5 separate regions of the Mus musculus genome follow, and regions 1, 3, 4 and 5 are each linked to region 2. The links are chromatin contacts, called in public Hi-C and HiChIP or PLAC-seq maps. All regions are on one chromosome and are shown on one strand. The core of a region is the stretch at or near the end of the contact, and the rest is flanking DNA. Distances in the headings are between cores, read along the strand shown. Region 1 has its middle 7.8 kb from the start of Gm25404. Region 2 holds the start of Mab21l1 (mab-21-like 1). Region 3 overlaps Nbea (neurobeachin). Region 4 has its middle 9.3 kb from the start of Gm43549. Region 5 has its middle 18 kb from the start of Gm43549.

Region 1 (2,700 bases), core at 197-2,696, 230 kb after region 2:
AACTACCATCACATTTATGGACCACTGCAACAGTCTCCCACTGATTTCGCAGGAGCAGAGTGACCCCATCACAGCCTGAAAGCTTTGCATGGAGTTTGCTTTGCTAACACTTTCCCAACTCAAAGTCTTTACAATCTCCCTCTGCATCACCTCTGTGAGAAGAGGGAAAAAAAGCAAAACTTAAAAAAAAATATTTATTTATTTTCTGTATGTAAGTACACTATTGCTGTCTTCAGACATCCGAAGAGGGACCCATTACAGATGAGTGTGAGCAACCATGTGGTTGCTAGGAACTCAGAACCTCTGGGAGAGCAGTTAGTGCTCTTAACCACTGAGCCATCGCTCTAACTCTGAAAGAAGCAATTTTTAAAGCAAACAGCACTGAAGGTCTTTGGCAGTGGTATCTGGAGGCAGTAAGGGCAAGGGACTCCCACAGCACTATGACTGCAGCTGCTACCGCAGTAGGTGGTCCTCTGCCTCCAGTCAGCTTGAAGGAATAATTACACTATGCCCAGAGATTCAATGTATCTACCCAGGAGTTACTGGAGTCTTGTTAAATGGACAAACTGACTGAATCTAGGTATTTTTTTCTTTTGTTTTGTCTTGATCACGGGGTCCTGATCACACCTGCCCTTCTTCATTAGCAACCTTCTTTTTGGTTTCTCCCTAAGGCCCCACTTTCTCTGCAGCTTTGGGGGCACTGAACCAGAGCTGTTTGAATCCAAGTCTCTAAGACTACAATTTCTGAGATCTCAACTGAAGAGCTTTTGCCATATGGTTCTGGGTTTTATCAGGGGTATCATCTCTTTCTTCTCCCTCTTCCCTCAGTACAGTTTCCATTTTGTGAACAGACAGGTAGACTCTTTCTGGATTTTCCTATTGGGTGTTCCAAGCCCTCTGCAATCCCCCATCAGGTGTTGGAAGCCTTGGCTCTGCTTTTGTCAGTGAAGTCTGCCCTGGGTACCTCACTGCTCTCAGCTCTCCTGTTCCCAGCACATCTGACCACCTCGCCCAGTTATATATCTTTTCTTCCAGAAGTTATGACTTTCTAACTGGTGTGTTTCACTGATTTATGATGTATATATTTTCTGCACTTGAATATCTCTAGTATTGAAATGTATCTGACAATCACTGGTGTCTCTTGTCCTCGAACAGCTTTTCCCCCACATACAGTCACCTTAGAGTTACAGATCATCTAACAATGGTATGTCTTGAAACTGATGACGTGGTAGATTGTTTGCAATTATTCTCTTCCTTGTAGTCACATCTGTTTCCAATGTAGTTCTGTAGGTCTTCTCTTTCCCTACCCCTTAAATCTTGCCTGGCATCACAGCTTGCTTTGATCAACTATGATGGCAGGAATGACGATCAGGTTCTGAGCCTGGACCTCCAGAGACTGGTGCACTTCCTCTCTCCGCCTTGGAAATCTGCCATGGGAGGTAGCCTGGTAAATGAGGAGGGACAGTCAGCCCTGCTAGCTCCATTGTAAGAGGTGCAGCTGCCTCACTGACAGGCCAATGACCACGTGCACCTCTCAGATGAACCCTAGAAAATGGTGGGCCCACAGCAGAGTGACCTAAATAACAATTATTATTTTGAGGTGGTCTATCAAAGTATAAGAAATAACAACTATTGATGGTATCCAAAACACAATGAGAACAACGGATACTTGTCGTGTTTATAGTATATTTACTTTAAAACAGATATAAGGGATAAAAGCATGCTCTCTCCACCCATTTATGGTGGATAACAAAAGTCAGATTAACTAAAGAAAAGCATAAATGTGTATTGAATAAAAACATTTATGCCACATAGAAGACTTCAGAAACTAAGACCCAAAGATTCAGGGAGAGTGACTTTCATGGGGCACTGTGCAGGGGTGTGACTGGCAGGCGAGAGGGTTTGATATAACGGTGCTGACTAAAGCGAGTTGGTTTCCACTCTCACTGACTTCGAAGCAGAAGGAGGCACCCTCTCTGTGATCTTATGACCTATTTTATGAACTGCTTCAGGGGAGAAAGGCAGATCAGAGAGTGAACTTTCTGCTCCTCTGACTTTCTCCATTTCCTTAAGCTTAAAATATTCAGTATGTCAAGCTTCTGTATTTGGGGATATTGTGTCTTGAGTCCTAACTTATAAACCTTAGGAGGGACGACAGGATTTTTGCCCTTTATGTCATTTTTAGTATGGTTTGTATTTTGTGGGTAACTTTGTACTCCTATTAAGAAAAGTATAGCTGACTTGTGCCTTCCTTTTGTGTGTCACAAGGGACCAATTTTCCACAATATCCTTTTCCTAGCATTATTACCCTTCACTAAAAACAAAACAAAAAAACAAACAAAAAAAAAAAAACCAAACCAAACAAAACAAAACAAAAAACAAAAAACAAAAAACCCATAAGCAGGATAAAACAAACAAAAATGTTCCCCTAAAAACAAACAAACCCAGAAAGCCATTTGTAAGCCTAGCACTATGCTAGATGGGAAGAAAGCATGCATCTGCTTATCTCTGTGAAGACTGAGCCCAGGTCTCATCCACTTCATCCACAAAGAAGCACGCAACACCATGCACGCTTGTGTACCGTTGGACAGCTGCTGCCGGTACTGCCCCTTCTTTACCAACCCCTTCCTTCATCATGGGAGGAAATGGGATTTGAACCGGAACTCCAAGCCACTTTGAAACTCACCCATTTTCCTTTGG
Region 2 (2,700 bases), core at 85-2,584:
TCTCGCACTCGTAGGACACCAGAGTCTTCATGTGGTAGTTGTTCAGGGGCTGGCCTGGCAACTCCAGGTGGCGATCACGCAGGGTTTTCAGGATAGAGAGGCATTTCTTCCTGCAGCCCCCCATCTGCAGTCTGTTCTCGGCCTCTGCAAACTGCAGCACCCAAGCATCGCTCTCAGCCGAACTCTGCTTGCCGGCCAGGGAGTGGCACTCCTTGGACAACAAATTGAACCCTTCAGCCTTAACCTCTGCCACCCGGTTGGGTCCTGGCCAGGGGATGTGGGGAAGCGGCCAGTGGGCAGCACTCCGCGGCCAAATCCCGGTGCATTTAAAGGCCGGGGTGATCTGCACCACATACCTATCTCGGATTCTCAGTTTCACTTCGCTCGTGTCAGCCACCATCTTTACTACATCTCTGTAGCTACACTTGTCCACCGCCTGAGCCACCAGTGTCTGAAACCTGGAACGGATTTTGCGTGCCGAGAGGTAGCCAGAGGCGGTGATGAATTCCACCCAGAGGGACATGCTCCTCTTGCGCCCATCGCTCAGTTTCAGCACCGCACAGCCAGGCAGGGAGCCGTCGTCCACGAAGTTAAACACCCCCATCTGGTTCAGATAGAGTACCACCTCGAACTCGGTGGGAGAGATAACCTCCAGGCCCTCGTAGCGGTTGTCCATCTCATTGAGGGAGCTGATGAAACGCGGTTCCTGCACTTCAACCTCCTTCAGGACGTCGGAGACCACTTTGCAGACTTCCCGGATGGTTTTGGCGATGGCAGCTTTCCTGGCCTGGCATTTCTCGTTGTAGTACTTATTCAGGTGGTAGACCAGCTTGGCCTGGGCCGCGATCATGTTGGGGCAGAGATCCGGATTGTACACCGGAGTCTCGCAATAGGCTGTGGGATCCAATGCGGCTGCTAGCGCTGGAGCCAACTTCGGTGGAGAAAGGGGACCACGCTCAAAAGGCACCGAGCCTCTCTCGGACTAGCTGCAGCAGGGGGCCGCCCTGCCCTGCTGGCCTTTTTTCCCCCGCTCGAGACTAGCGGGTCTTAAAGTGAAAGGCTGAGCTCTCCCCTTTTCTCCCCTCCGCTAAAGAATCCGTGTCAGAGAGAGACGCGTGGAGAGAGCACCTTCTCGGTAATAAAAACAAAAGTTATGCTGAGACCCAGCAAAGCTCTTCCAGTAGTCAAAATAATCACCCCTTTCCGTATTTATTTACGTTTTCCCGTAATCATGGTGTGTGCAGGACTGTTAATCAGGTAGAGGAAAAGTGTGCAGAGTGTGCGTCGGGGGTGAGTGTGTGTCTGTCAGAAGAAGCTGCTGTTGGTTTGTGTAAGAGCCCAGATGCACTCGTGTGGAAATTATAAAGGCAGGGCCAGGCAGGCGGGCGGCCAATCGCCACTGGGCTCGTCACGACAGCCTCCTCCAGCTTCAGCCCGGCTAATTAATCCCCCCTCGTGGATAGAAGCATAGAAACCAAAGGTAGGAAACTGCTGCCGGCAGAAACCCACCCAGGCCACCTAGACAGGTTGAAAAGCAAGATGAAATCTCCCAGCTTTGGTATAACTTGAAGCATATTGACATTTGGAAAAGACTTGGTGAAGACAAGTGGTTCTCTTTGCTGAAAAGCCCACTTGTCTGTTCACCTCTGATGAGCTATCCAGTTGTACTAATGGTCATCCACCAATTAGCGAAGTCAAAGGGGCTTCTAGAACAAAGTCACTAACTTGCATTTAGAGTAAGGTAATTAATGCCCGTTAATCCCTGGGGTCTTTTTAGTGCAAGTTAGAACTTTGCTTACTGACTGACTGCTGGCTTCAGCTGGGGGAGTTCTTTAGTCTTCACTCGTGTTCGTGTTCGCAGTCAGAATGTTTCCAAACCTTAGGCAGAGTCTCTTCTCTTTTTAACCTAGGTTTTCCCCATTTGCATTTGCTGAGAGGAATTTAAGAAGTATTGCTCAACGGAGTCGATGATATCTACCCAACTAAAAATGGAGCCTTTTAATTAAAACAAGTTCACCTGTTTGCAGTTTCCCTTGTCTGTAGCTAGATTGGCCAGTGCTGAAATACCAGACAGCAGATAGGGCTGTATGCTGTAGTGGAAACACTTCCTGAAGGTGTTTTCTGAGATTTAGAGAAAGCTTGAGTGCCATCTCATAGTGAGCTGTCTTGTAGAGAAGGATCTAGAGAATTCACAGAGATGAGCTTGCTTGGCACTGGAAGGTGTGGCCATTACAGTTTGTTTGCCCCTGCAGGCTTAAAGATGGATCTTCCACCTCAGAAACCCTCAGTGGTGACCAACAGTAGGTTCCTAATCTTATGGGATGTAATAATTTGATTATGAGAAAATGGCTAATGGCTTCCAAAAAAAATAATTTGTAACCATTCAGGTTAGGGATTTTTATTATTTATTTAAGTTTCATCTTGGAAATTTCAAAGAAATGAGCTTTTCTTTTTGGAACCTGAGGAGCTTTTGGATTTTGGAACCCTAGGGAGGGTTTTATAGGTCGCTCTTCCTTCCAGTACCATGACCAGTTGAGTCCTCAGTGCACATGAACTAAAGATAGGGTAGTTAGGGCTTATGTCGTAGTTTTCAGTTCTCTGCCTTTAGTACAAAGTTCTGTTAATTTCAAATTAAGAGAATTTTCAGTGCCCGGGTATGGTAGCACCTGTGTACGCACTGTTAATGGGCTACTGCTGAAG
Region 3 (2,700 bases), core at 166-2,665, 130 kb after region 2:
CTCATCAAGAGCTGATCAAATTAGATCTTCAGTCCTACTTTTCAAGGAAATAATTGCATGCTTTATTCTAAAATTTAAAGGTCCATTCTCATAACAAAGCAGTCCCCTTTTAGTTTATCAGCACATAGCAAGCATTCCCTCTTTGTATTTAATTCTATGAAGGCTGATATACTTTTATTGTATTTTTTAATGATGTCTCCCTAGTTTGTTTGTTTTTTATAATACTTCAACAAATGTTTCAAGACAGAAACAGTTGCAAATGATCTCAGATGATCTATGTGTATCCACAATCTTGAGGACATGCCTGTCTGTCCCCTCAGTGGGGTGAAGAGCTCTGAGATAGGATGGCAGTGGGTGTGTGGCAACCGTGTAAGCGTACATTTCTTTGACAGAAAGAATGTTTATGCTTTTCATTTACTTAACATATTTCTGATCCCTCCATGTGTCAGATGACTAAGGCATGAGGCACAGTGTCAGGTGTGTTCTCCATACTACTAAGAAGCAGGCAGCCCACACCCGGGGAAACTACACACTTGCTTTAAACCCTTCTGCAGCAACCAACCACATAGTTTCATCCCTGTAGGCACAGTGTCTGTCTTTGATTGCACTTGGTCATTCTGTGTAGCAAAGTAGAAAAAAGTCCCCAGATGGCTCCCAGCCATGGTGCAAACAGACATATGGTCTTAGAGGGCCAGGTTCTTACCCGTTCTTGTATGAAATGGCTTAGTGGGGGAGGCTTAATCCGCTTTACTTACTTTTCTCTGCTTTTGATGATGATGATGATGACGACTGTCTTGGGGGAATGCCCAGTTAGAACTCATTGTCTTCCTACAAGGAATTATCAGACACCAAATTGGCATGGAGCTGGCAAAAAGAAAATGATCCATAGGAAAAATGCTCAGATGTGTAGGGAAGGGAAGTGGTAATTATTTCCAGCGTCCTTATTTTATGTTTTGTATAATTGAGTTTATAGTGCTCTGTACTGCTTGTAGTATCTGCTATCACCTCATCTGCTAGATGTTTACGAAGAAAAGCCCAAAAAAGCGCTGGCCCTCAGTAAACTGAACCTGTAAGAGAGAGAAGGCACAAGCCCTAAATAGTAAGTCAGCTCCGGAGCCCAGACACTGGCCAGAGTTCCAGGCTACTCTGCGGAGGTTATGCTTCAATTATTTATACTGTGGCCCTAGGTTAGCCCAATAAAGATGACAATTCCAGCCAAATCACTTTATATTTCATGCTAACAACATCAGCCACGGATTAACTAATTTTCCCTCAAACTGATTTTTTTAAACTTCCCATAACAATTATGATGCATCTTGTGGCTATTTCTGTGAGCTAACTGTACATGTGGCAGTCTGACCATATATACAAACTGAGACTGACTCTTAGCAACAGAGCATGCTGCCTCAGTGACGTCAGAGGCTCTGTTCTCTTTTCTCTATGCCTTCTTCAGGTGAAGCTGCGCTCTCTGGGTGCGCTGGCCAGCGAGACAGTTCCAATGGCCTGGAGCCTCTGCCTGTTATCACACTAGCCTTGTCTGTCTGCACCTCCTAGCCCCAGACCTTCCACTAACCAAGTTGTCCTTTCTGTTTCCTTCTGTCTCTTCCCTTTCTACTCAACAGTGTTTCCTTCCACAGAGCCCACTCATGTTCAAAGATCAGATGCAGCAGGATGTGATCATGGTGCTGAAGTTTCCATCCAATTCTCCTGTGACTCATGTGGCTGCCAACACCCTGCCCCACCTGACCATCCCTGCAGTGGTGACAGTGACCTGCAGCCGACTGTTTGCAGTGAACAGATGGCACAACACAGTCGGTACGTGGGTCTCAGCACTAGCTACAGAGCTAAGGCAAAGACAGTGTTGGGCAGCTCTTGTGTCGGCGCAGCCTGCCCACTTCTACAGTCCAGGCAGTGCCGTGGACCAGCACTGGCCTTCCACTGCACCTCAGCAGGTTTCCAAACAGAGCAAGTTTGTCTGGATTTTGTAAACAAGAACTTCAAGCCATCCCCCTTTGCCACCATTAGTTTGTTTAGCAAATATTTGAATGCCCATTATGTGTCAAGTCATCCTTGGTTTTTGGAACTCAGCAGGATACAGACAAATAGCATCCCTAGCTTTGTGGGGCCTGGTCTGTGAGAAAAGGCAAACACTAAATTGTCCAGTGATTTCACATGTGTTTATTCCACACTCATCCCTGAGAACTCCAGCCCGAACATCTTGAAGTGATATAATGTCATCACAAACATTTAGACATACTGATCCGTATTTAACCAGGACAGACGTGCATGTGCCCAAATGATTTAGTTGGCCTGGTTCACCACTTCAGGCTTCCTGCAAAGCCCCAGGACTTGCACTGTCTCCAGGACTGAAAAGATGAGCCCTGCTGATTTAACCTGGATCTTGTATTCCACTAATACCTACCTCACCCTGAAAGGGGCAGTGATTTATACCCACTTTCCCTCCATGAGTTTTATGCGGCTGGCCCTAGTTTATGGTTATTGGTGATATTATCAACAGGGGGTGGCGCAGCTTCTGCTGGCCAGGAGTGTACAGCAGACATCTTATGGGAAAATAAGACTTCATTGTTCATGGGGCCTTGGCCTCTAGGAATGTTTTTCATTAAGAAAAAGAACTATAAAGGGCTCAATTATTAAATTGTTAAAAAATATTATGTACACTTATGTTATAACCACATGTGA
Region 4 (2,700 bases), core at 84-2,583, 210 kb after region 2:
ATGCTGGGGATCTTTGCTGCCTGCCAAGTTGGTTGTTTCCTTACATTGATTCTCCTCTGAGGTGCTCTAACGGCTGTCCCTTCTGTGTCCTTAAACCCCTAACAACAGTTAGGATGGATGACCTGTGAGAGAGGTGATGAGGGTTAGGAAAGAGATAGCGTCCCTGATAAGGCAGATAAGGAGGGAGGCCAAAAAGAAGAAAAAAAAAAGATGTTATTTCACTGAGGGGTGTAGTTTGATGGGGGACTGTGTACTTAACATGCTTGGGGTTCAAGGTCCAATCCCTCCCACCACTGTAAAAACACAATGATGGTCAGGCGGTGGTGGCACACATCTTGAATTCCAGCACTCAGGAGGCAGAGGCAAGCAGATCTTTATGAGTTCAAGGCCAGCCTGCTCTACAGAGTAAGTTCCAGGACAGCCAGGGCTGCACAGAGAAACCCTGTCTTGAAAAACCAAACAAAAACCAATCAAACAAAACAAAAAAACCTCAGTGATGATGATGAGGAGGAGGAGGAGGAGGAGAAGGAGGCGGAGGAGGAGGACTCACAGGGTGGAAGGAGAAAACTGGTTCACACAAATTGTCCTCTGACCCCCTCACAGGTTTATACACTTATGCTACACACAACCAACCACCCCAACCTTTGAAACATGAATTACAATTTTCATTTTTTCTAGAAGTGCATGCTGGTTAGCTGAACTGAAAACTTTAAAGTGTCAACGATGCTAAGGATGTGGCACTCTGGGTTCAGTTGCCAGTACCAATTGATGAATGAACAAACAAACAAATAAACAAACGAGCAAATCTGTTTGTTTTACTAAGCGCACACCCACTGCATGGCTTGACCTTTATAATTTGGAACTGTTACCCTACTGAAATGGAGAAGGAACAAAAGGAGGCTGGCTTCTGTCCACACCTCCTCCCACCTTGGGGGTGTGTGTGTGTGTGCCCATGTGTGTGCTTCCATGGTGATCCTGAAATTCAGTTTCACCCAGCACACTTCCTCCTGGCTCCTTGGAAAAAGACCTTGACACATGATTCTTGAAGACAAGGGTACCAACTATGAAAAGCAGGTCATAAGACATAAGAGACGGGCTCCCATCCTCTCCCCTAAATAACTGTCTTCTACCAGACCTCATCTTCGTAGGGCAAAAGAGCCGAATTTGAAACATTTGCCGAACTGAAGCAAAATTGAGCTTTGCCAGGATTCTTACGGCCTTATAAATATTTATATGCAATAACATCTGGGCCCGAGCTTTCGTATCTGAGCTCATGTTTGCTGAATGGTCTGGTTCTGCTTTGTTTTCTGAATGAGAAAGAATCCTGCAGAGGGTGCCTCCAGTTCTGTGGCTCAGCGCTCACACTCGTTTCCCTGATTGTATCTCCTGAGCGCCAAGCTAGAGTCAGGTTGATTTATTCTTCTTATTAATCAGAAGGCACAGAATGAAGCCGAGTGGGGGGAGGGGGATGGAAGGTGGGGGCTTCTTTAGAACTGGCTCACACAGCTGAGGGTTGCACAATTATCTGCAAATGTCAGGTCCCCAAGTCCAGTTTTGCCTGAGCAATATGATGGACTGTCCCCAAGGTCCCAAGTTTCCTCTAAATAATTGCATAATGTTCTCACTTTGTTTTAGCTGAGGACACTTAGTCATGAGAATCGAACAAATGCAGCTTTCTTCAAGTTTTTTTTTCCAAAAGCTTTTCAAGGGCTGAATCATTATTTTTGGTCAAAATGAGCCACGTTTGCATAGTTGGAAAGCAATTATGTCTTTTGCATTCCAAGGACAAAAAAAAAAAAAAGTGTGAAGTCACTCCTCAATTTTCTGTTCTGGAGGAAGAGAAAGCTGTTTAAAAAAAAAAGTAACTCCTTTTTCATTTTGGAAAATGGATTTATGCTTTTAATCTCTTCCAATGTGCTAGAGTCTGTGACTATTCACCTTTGGTAAAGGAAGGACTGACTCTTGCCTTGAAGACCTGGAAAGAACATCAAGATTTCCTATCTCTGTACCTGTTCGCTCTTCAATGAGGCTTGGGCGGTGTTGGAGGGACAAGGCTTCCTCATGCACTCTGCAATGCTAAGAGAGAAAAATCTCTTTCAATTTCTCTAGAGAACAACTGGAACTATAACACATTGTGACAGGCTCCCCAGCTCCCTACAATGGATGCTACAGAAAAGCAAGCCAAGGGGCTGGGAAGAAGGTTAGACCATTAAAGTGTTTATCATAGAGGCCTGGGATCTGGGTTCTGACCCCCAAAAGCCAAGGAATGGAAGTGTGATCCTCCAACCCCAGCGCTGCTGGGGCAGAGGCAGAAGGATCTGTCTGCTGAGCTCGCTGGCCAGCCTGGCAAACCTGTGAGCCTCCCAGTCTGTTGGAGAAGCTGCATCAGAGCATAAGTTACAGGATGAGACACCCAGACTTTGACCTCTGGCCTCCACACATGTGTGCATACCCATACACTCGTGTAAACACACAAACACATAACGGGACAGAATAGTATACGTTAATAAAGGCAGGATTTAAAATGTATTTGTTGCAGAAGGAGGGAGCTGTCAACTCAAAGCAAACAGTAAGTGCTGTCCATTGACTGGAAAGATTTGCCTTAGGCCCAGATAACTGCTGCTCAAGTGCACATACACACACACACACACACACACACACACACACACACACGCACACGCACACGCACACGCACATGCA
Region 5 (2,700 bases), core at 200-2,699, 180 kb after region 2:
AGATTCACACAGGTGGCTGTGCTGGGATCGTGGGAGGGCATCAGAGGAATGACAACTAGAGACATCCATGCAGATCCTTGTCATCTCTGATGCTTCCAAGATCTACAGCTCCTCCCTGCACGTGGGGAAGCTGAGGGACACCCTAGCATGGGTGTCGCTGAAACATGAAGTCCCCCTGGCTGGTTCCTCCAGGTTACGCAGGATCACCACATCATGAAATGATTTTCCTCCCCTCTGTATTTCCTTTTGTCCCCCTTTGCTTCTGAGACAAATGGAAAAATAATTCGATCTCCTTGATTCTGTTCACCCCTGATATTCTCCCCCTTCACACCGAGCACCACCCCTTGATAAACGAGAACACATGTGTTGGAATCTATCCTCCACTCGCCGGACTCAATCCTCCTCCTCCTCCTCCTCCTCCTCCTCCTCCTCCTCCTCCTCTTCCTCCTCCTCTTCCACCACTGGGTGAGTATGGGGTGGGTTCCATTCAAAAATTCTTAATTAAATTTATCACAAGAGGAAGAACATTGCTTTTCTGTAAAACTTTTTTTTTGGGGGGGGGGTAGTCCCCTATCACTCTAATTTAGAGCTACAGCAGTGCCCTTTAATCTAAATGTTTCCTTTCTCCAGCTCCAAGTTCTCTGGCGGGGTGGGGGTGTGGGGTATGCAGCAGGCTCAACAGAGCTTCTTTTGCCAAGTCAGTGCTGACTCATCAGGGTGGGAGCCAAAGGGTGACACATGCATATTTGGAGCATTACCCTATGTGAAGATCTCATCCAGGCCTGACCTAGGCCCTTCTGCTTCCTGATAGATTCATATGTGGACACCTTCCCTTTAAAAACTGGTCCTCTGTCTAGTTCCTTCATGCGAAGACTGCATTGACCAAAAATGACATTTCAAATGTTTGAATGTGAGTTTGTCATTGGTCTTTACTGTCTTGGTTTCTGGACAAAGAAACTTAACTCTTTAGAGAGCAACCCACACTGACAAGCTCTGCAGAAAGTCCACCTTTGTTCTGAGCATCCCCTGTAGCTGGCATCTGAAGCAGGATGCCTCCTTGAACGGAAAGGCATACCCCAGAATCCCTATAAACATCCTTACACTTCAACCCAAGGAAAACCGCCTGAAAGGAGAGCTACACTAGGCCCTTGCTGCCAGGCGACCCTCTGTTTATGTGGTCTTTGTTTATGTATGCCCAAGCTGATAAAAATCTCTACTTAACAGATGCACTCAAGCACCTCAGAAACTCATTTTCTTTCTATCGCAAGAGCTTTCCGGGAAGAAATGAAAGGAGAGGAGAGTGGGGTTGGCTGGCGTCCATCGTGTGGCCGTTTATTGTCATGGAATGTTGCAGAAGACGGCTCCTGCTAGTTCGTTTTGATTTCCGTGTGTAAATCTGCTCTCACCTAAAGCTTGACCACATGACGGTGCAGACACACATTAAACTGATTATTTCAGTCTGAGCCGTGTGTAGACAGCACACTCTAAATTGCACATAAAAATGTTCTCCTAAGCTATACCACCTGCCTGCACAAAGATCATTTTCTTTCATAAAGACAGACTCTAATATGTCTCTGAGATGCTGGCCTCCGGGCTCATGAAGACTGTCTCTCTGCAGGAACTGGTTTTGGGCTATGGCTTCTCTGGGCCTCCTGGTCTCCTTTCCAAAGAGGCAGGAATGCTGTTTGGCACGCGGGTGCCTTGGCCTATTGCTCAGAAGATTATCCATCTCATTCCCTCCCGTCAAAATGCTATCATACAGGAGGGTGTGTGGGTAATTGAAAAGCCTGGAAGAGTGTGACATAGAGAAGCAAGATGCATTGGGGGGGGGGGGCGGGGGACAACACAAGCCATCAAAGCCCATGAAAGATGAAAGGTCACATAATGTAAATGGGTGAAAAACATTGAACCAAAAGTAACTGGAAAAAGAGAGAGAGAGAGAGAGAGAGAGAGAGAGAGAGAGAGAGAGAGAGAGAGAGAGAGAGAGGAGAGAGAGAAAGAGAGAGAGAAAGAAAAGAGAAAGAGGGAAAGGAAAGAAAGAAAGAGGGAAAGGAAAGGAGAGGAGAGGGGAGGGGAGGGGAGAGGAGGAGAGGAGAGGAGAGGAGAGGGGAGGGGAGGGGAGGGGAGGGGAGGAGAGGAGAGGGGAGGAAAGGAGAGGGGAGGAGAGGAGAGGGGAGGAAAGGAGAGGAGAGGAGAGAGGAGAAGGAAGGGAAGCAAGCAACAAGCAAGCTAACTCTGGAAGGAATGGCTGAACTAATGTGACTTCGCCTTGTTAAGAGGTTGGGCAGCTGGCTCTCATTATCCACTCTGTCCTCACCAATGAAGAGAAGACTCAGGACTTGTGCCCACATAGGGGAACCGTGTTCTTGGAGTGAGTATTTCTCCCACAACTCTACTTCCAGGATAAAGTCCCCAACTCTGACTGAGAGTGGCTTCAGCCTCCTGGTTTGATGAGATTGTCTGATAAGACCTGAAGCCCATTCATTTAGGCTCTCTGTGTACACCTCTGTGTGTGTGTGTGTGTGTGTGTGTGTGTGTGTGTGTGTGCTTGTGCAAGGGCAATTTCCCATTAGACTCTCCTGGACCATAAGACTTTAATCTTGACCCTTCTCACTTTGAAGCCCCCTAGTCTCTGAGTTTCCCAACACTACTCTTTTTCTATTAATTCTTCATCTCCCTTGCAAATTCCTGCTCTCTGGT

Evidence for each region. Hi-C and Micro-C count contacts between places; a contact is called where the count stands out from the background. HiChIP or PLAC-seq counts read pairs in DNA pulled down with a chosen protein or histone mark.
Region 1: a contact with region 2 is called in an H3K4me3 HiChIP or PLAC-seq map of craniofacial prominence, with 5 times the contacts expected there. The contact joins the enhancer-like site here to the promoter of Mab21l1 in region 2. A contact is called at or near these places in 13 of 39 promoter capture datasets (the 3T3-L1 cell line, 3T3-L1-derived adipocytes, the C10 cell line and 8 more), 1 of 15 datasets of contacts at CTCF or cohesin (the NIH/3T3 cell line), 10 of 484 Hi-C or Micro-C datasets (adipose-derived mesenchymal stem cells, cerebellar granule neurons, cerebellum and 5 more), 13 of 115 datasets of contacts at active chromatin or transcription factors (the NIH/3T3 cell line, bone marrow-derived macrophages, craniofacial prominence and 10 more) and 4 of 9 other capture datasets (adipose tissue, embryonic stem cells, macrophages and 1 more).
Region 3: a Hi-C map of cerebellum shows a contact between it and region 2, with 2.0 times the contacts expected there. The contact joins the enhancer-like site here to the promoter of Mab21l1 in region 2. A contact is called at or near these places in 5 of 39 promoter capture datasets (the 3T3-L1 cell line, 3T3-L1-derived adipocytes, liver and 2 more), 1 of 15 datasets of contacts at CTCF or cohesin (the NIH/3T3 cell line), 4 of 484 Hi-C or Micro-C datasets (cerebellar granule neurons, cerebellum and nephron progenitors), 6 of 115 datasets of contacts at active chromatin or transcription factors (bone marrow-derived macrophages, craniofacial prominence, embryonic hindbrain and 3 more) and 3 of 9 other capture datasets (adipose tissue, liver and pancreatic islet).
Region 4: an H3K27ac HiChIP or PLAC-seq map of the NIH/3T3 cell line shows a contact between it and region 2, with 4 times the contacts expected there. The contact joins the enhancer-like site here to the promoter of Mab21l1 in region 2. A contact is called at or near these places in 16 of 39 promoter capture datasets (the 3T3-L1 cell line, 3T3-L1-derived adipocytes, the C10 cell line and 10 more), 1 of 15 datasets of contacts at CTCF or cohesin (the NIH/3T3 cell line), 4 of 484 Hi-C or Micro-C datasets (cerebral cortex, myocytes, nephron progenitors and 1 more), 11 of 115 datasets of contacts at active chromatin or transcription factors (the NIH/3T3 cell line, bone marrow-derived macrophages, craniofacial prominence and 8 more) and 3 of 9 other capture datasets (adipose tissue, liver and pancreatic islet).
Region 5: an H3K4me3 HiChIP or PLAC-seq map of embryonic limb bud shows a contact between it and region 2, with 4 times the contacts expected there. The contact joins the enhancer-like site here to the promoter of Mab21l1 in region 2. A contact is called at or near these places in 9 of 39 promoter capture datasets (the 3T3-L1 cell line, the C10 cell line, cranial neural crest and 4 more), 1 of 15 datasets of contacts at CTCF or cohesin (the NIH/3T3 cell line), 4 of 484 Hi-C or Micro-C datasets (muscle stem cells, nephron progenitors and trophoblast stem cells), 6 of 115 datasets of contacts at active chromatin or transcription factors (the NIH/3T3 cell line, bone marrow-derived macrophages, craniofacial prominence and 3 more) and 2 of 9 other capture datasets (macrophages and pancreatic islet).

The regions. Positions count from the first base shown.
Region 1 is chr3:55,549,852-55,552,551 of GRCm38.p6, reverse strand. No RefSeq gene overlaps it. Among named protein-coding and RNA genes, the nearest start is that of Gm25404, 7.8 kb to the right of the region's middle. Within about 2 kb of position 1,446, at least 5 of the 459 cell types and tissues checked have an H3K27ac peak or open chromatin away from gene starts, as enhancers often do. A contact at or near this core is called in cerebellum and craniofacial prominence, where this site is marked.
Region 2 is chr3:55,781,144-55,783,843 of GRCm38.p6, reverse strand. It overlaps Mab21l1 (mab-21-like 1), which reads right to left and starts at 1,334. Exons shown (of 1, transcript NM_010750.3): 1 at 1-1,334. The coding sequence starts at 850. All of the region lies in intron 41 of Nbea (neurobeachin), which reads left to right.
Region 3 is chr3:55,646,471-55,649,170 of GRCm38.p6, reverse strand. It overlaps Nbea (neurobeachin), which reads left to right. Exons shown (of 58, transcript NM_030595.1): 51 at 1,623-1,815. Among named protein-coding and RNA genes, the nearest start is that of Gm46804, 60 kb to the left of the region's middle. Within about 2 kb of position 1,415, at least 18 of the 459 cell types and tissues checked have an H3K27ac peak or open chromatin away from gene starts, as enhancers often do. A contact at or near this core is called in cerebellar granule neurons, cerebellum and pancreatic islet, where this site is marked.
Region 4 is chr3:55,570,749-55,573,448 of GRCm38.p6, reverse strand. No RefSeq gene overlaps it. Among named protein-coding and RNA genes, the nearest start is that of Gm43549, 9.3 kb to the left of the region's middle. Within about 2 kb of position 1,333, at least 43 of the 459 cell types and tissues checked have an H3K27ac peak or open chromatin away from gene starts, as enhancers often do. A contact at or near this core is called in the NIH/3T3 cell line, cerebral cortex, fibro-adipogenic progenitors and 2 more, where this site is marked.
Region 5 is chr3:55,598,505-55,601,204 of GRCm38.p6, reverse strand. No RefSeq gene overlaps it. Among named protein-coding and RNA genes, the nearest start is that of Gm43549, 18 kb to the right of the region's middle. Within about 2 kb of position 1,449, at least 104 of the 459 cell types and tissues checked have an H3K27ac peak or open chromatin away from gene starts, as enhancers often do. A contact at or near this core is called in the NIH/3T3 cell line, embryonic limb bud, muscle stem cells and 1 more, where this site is marked.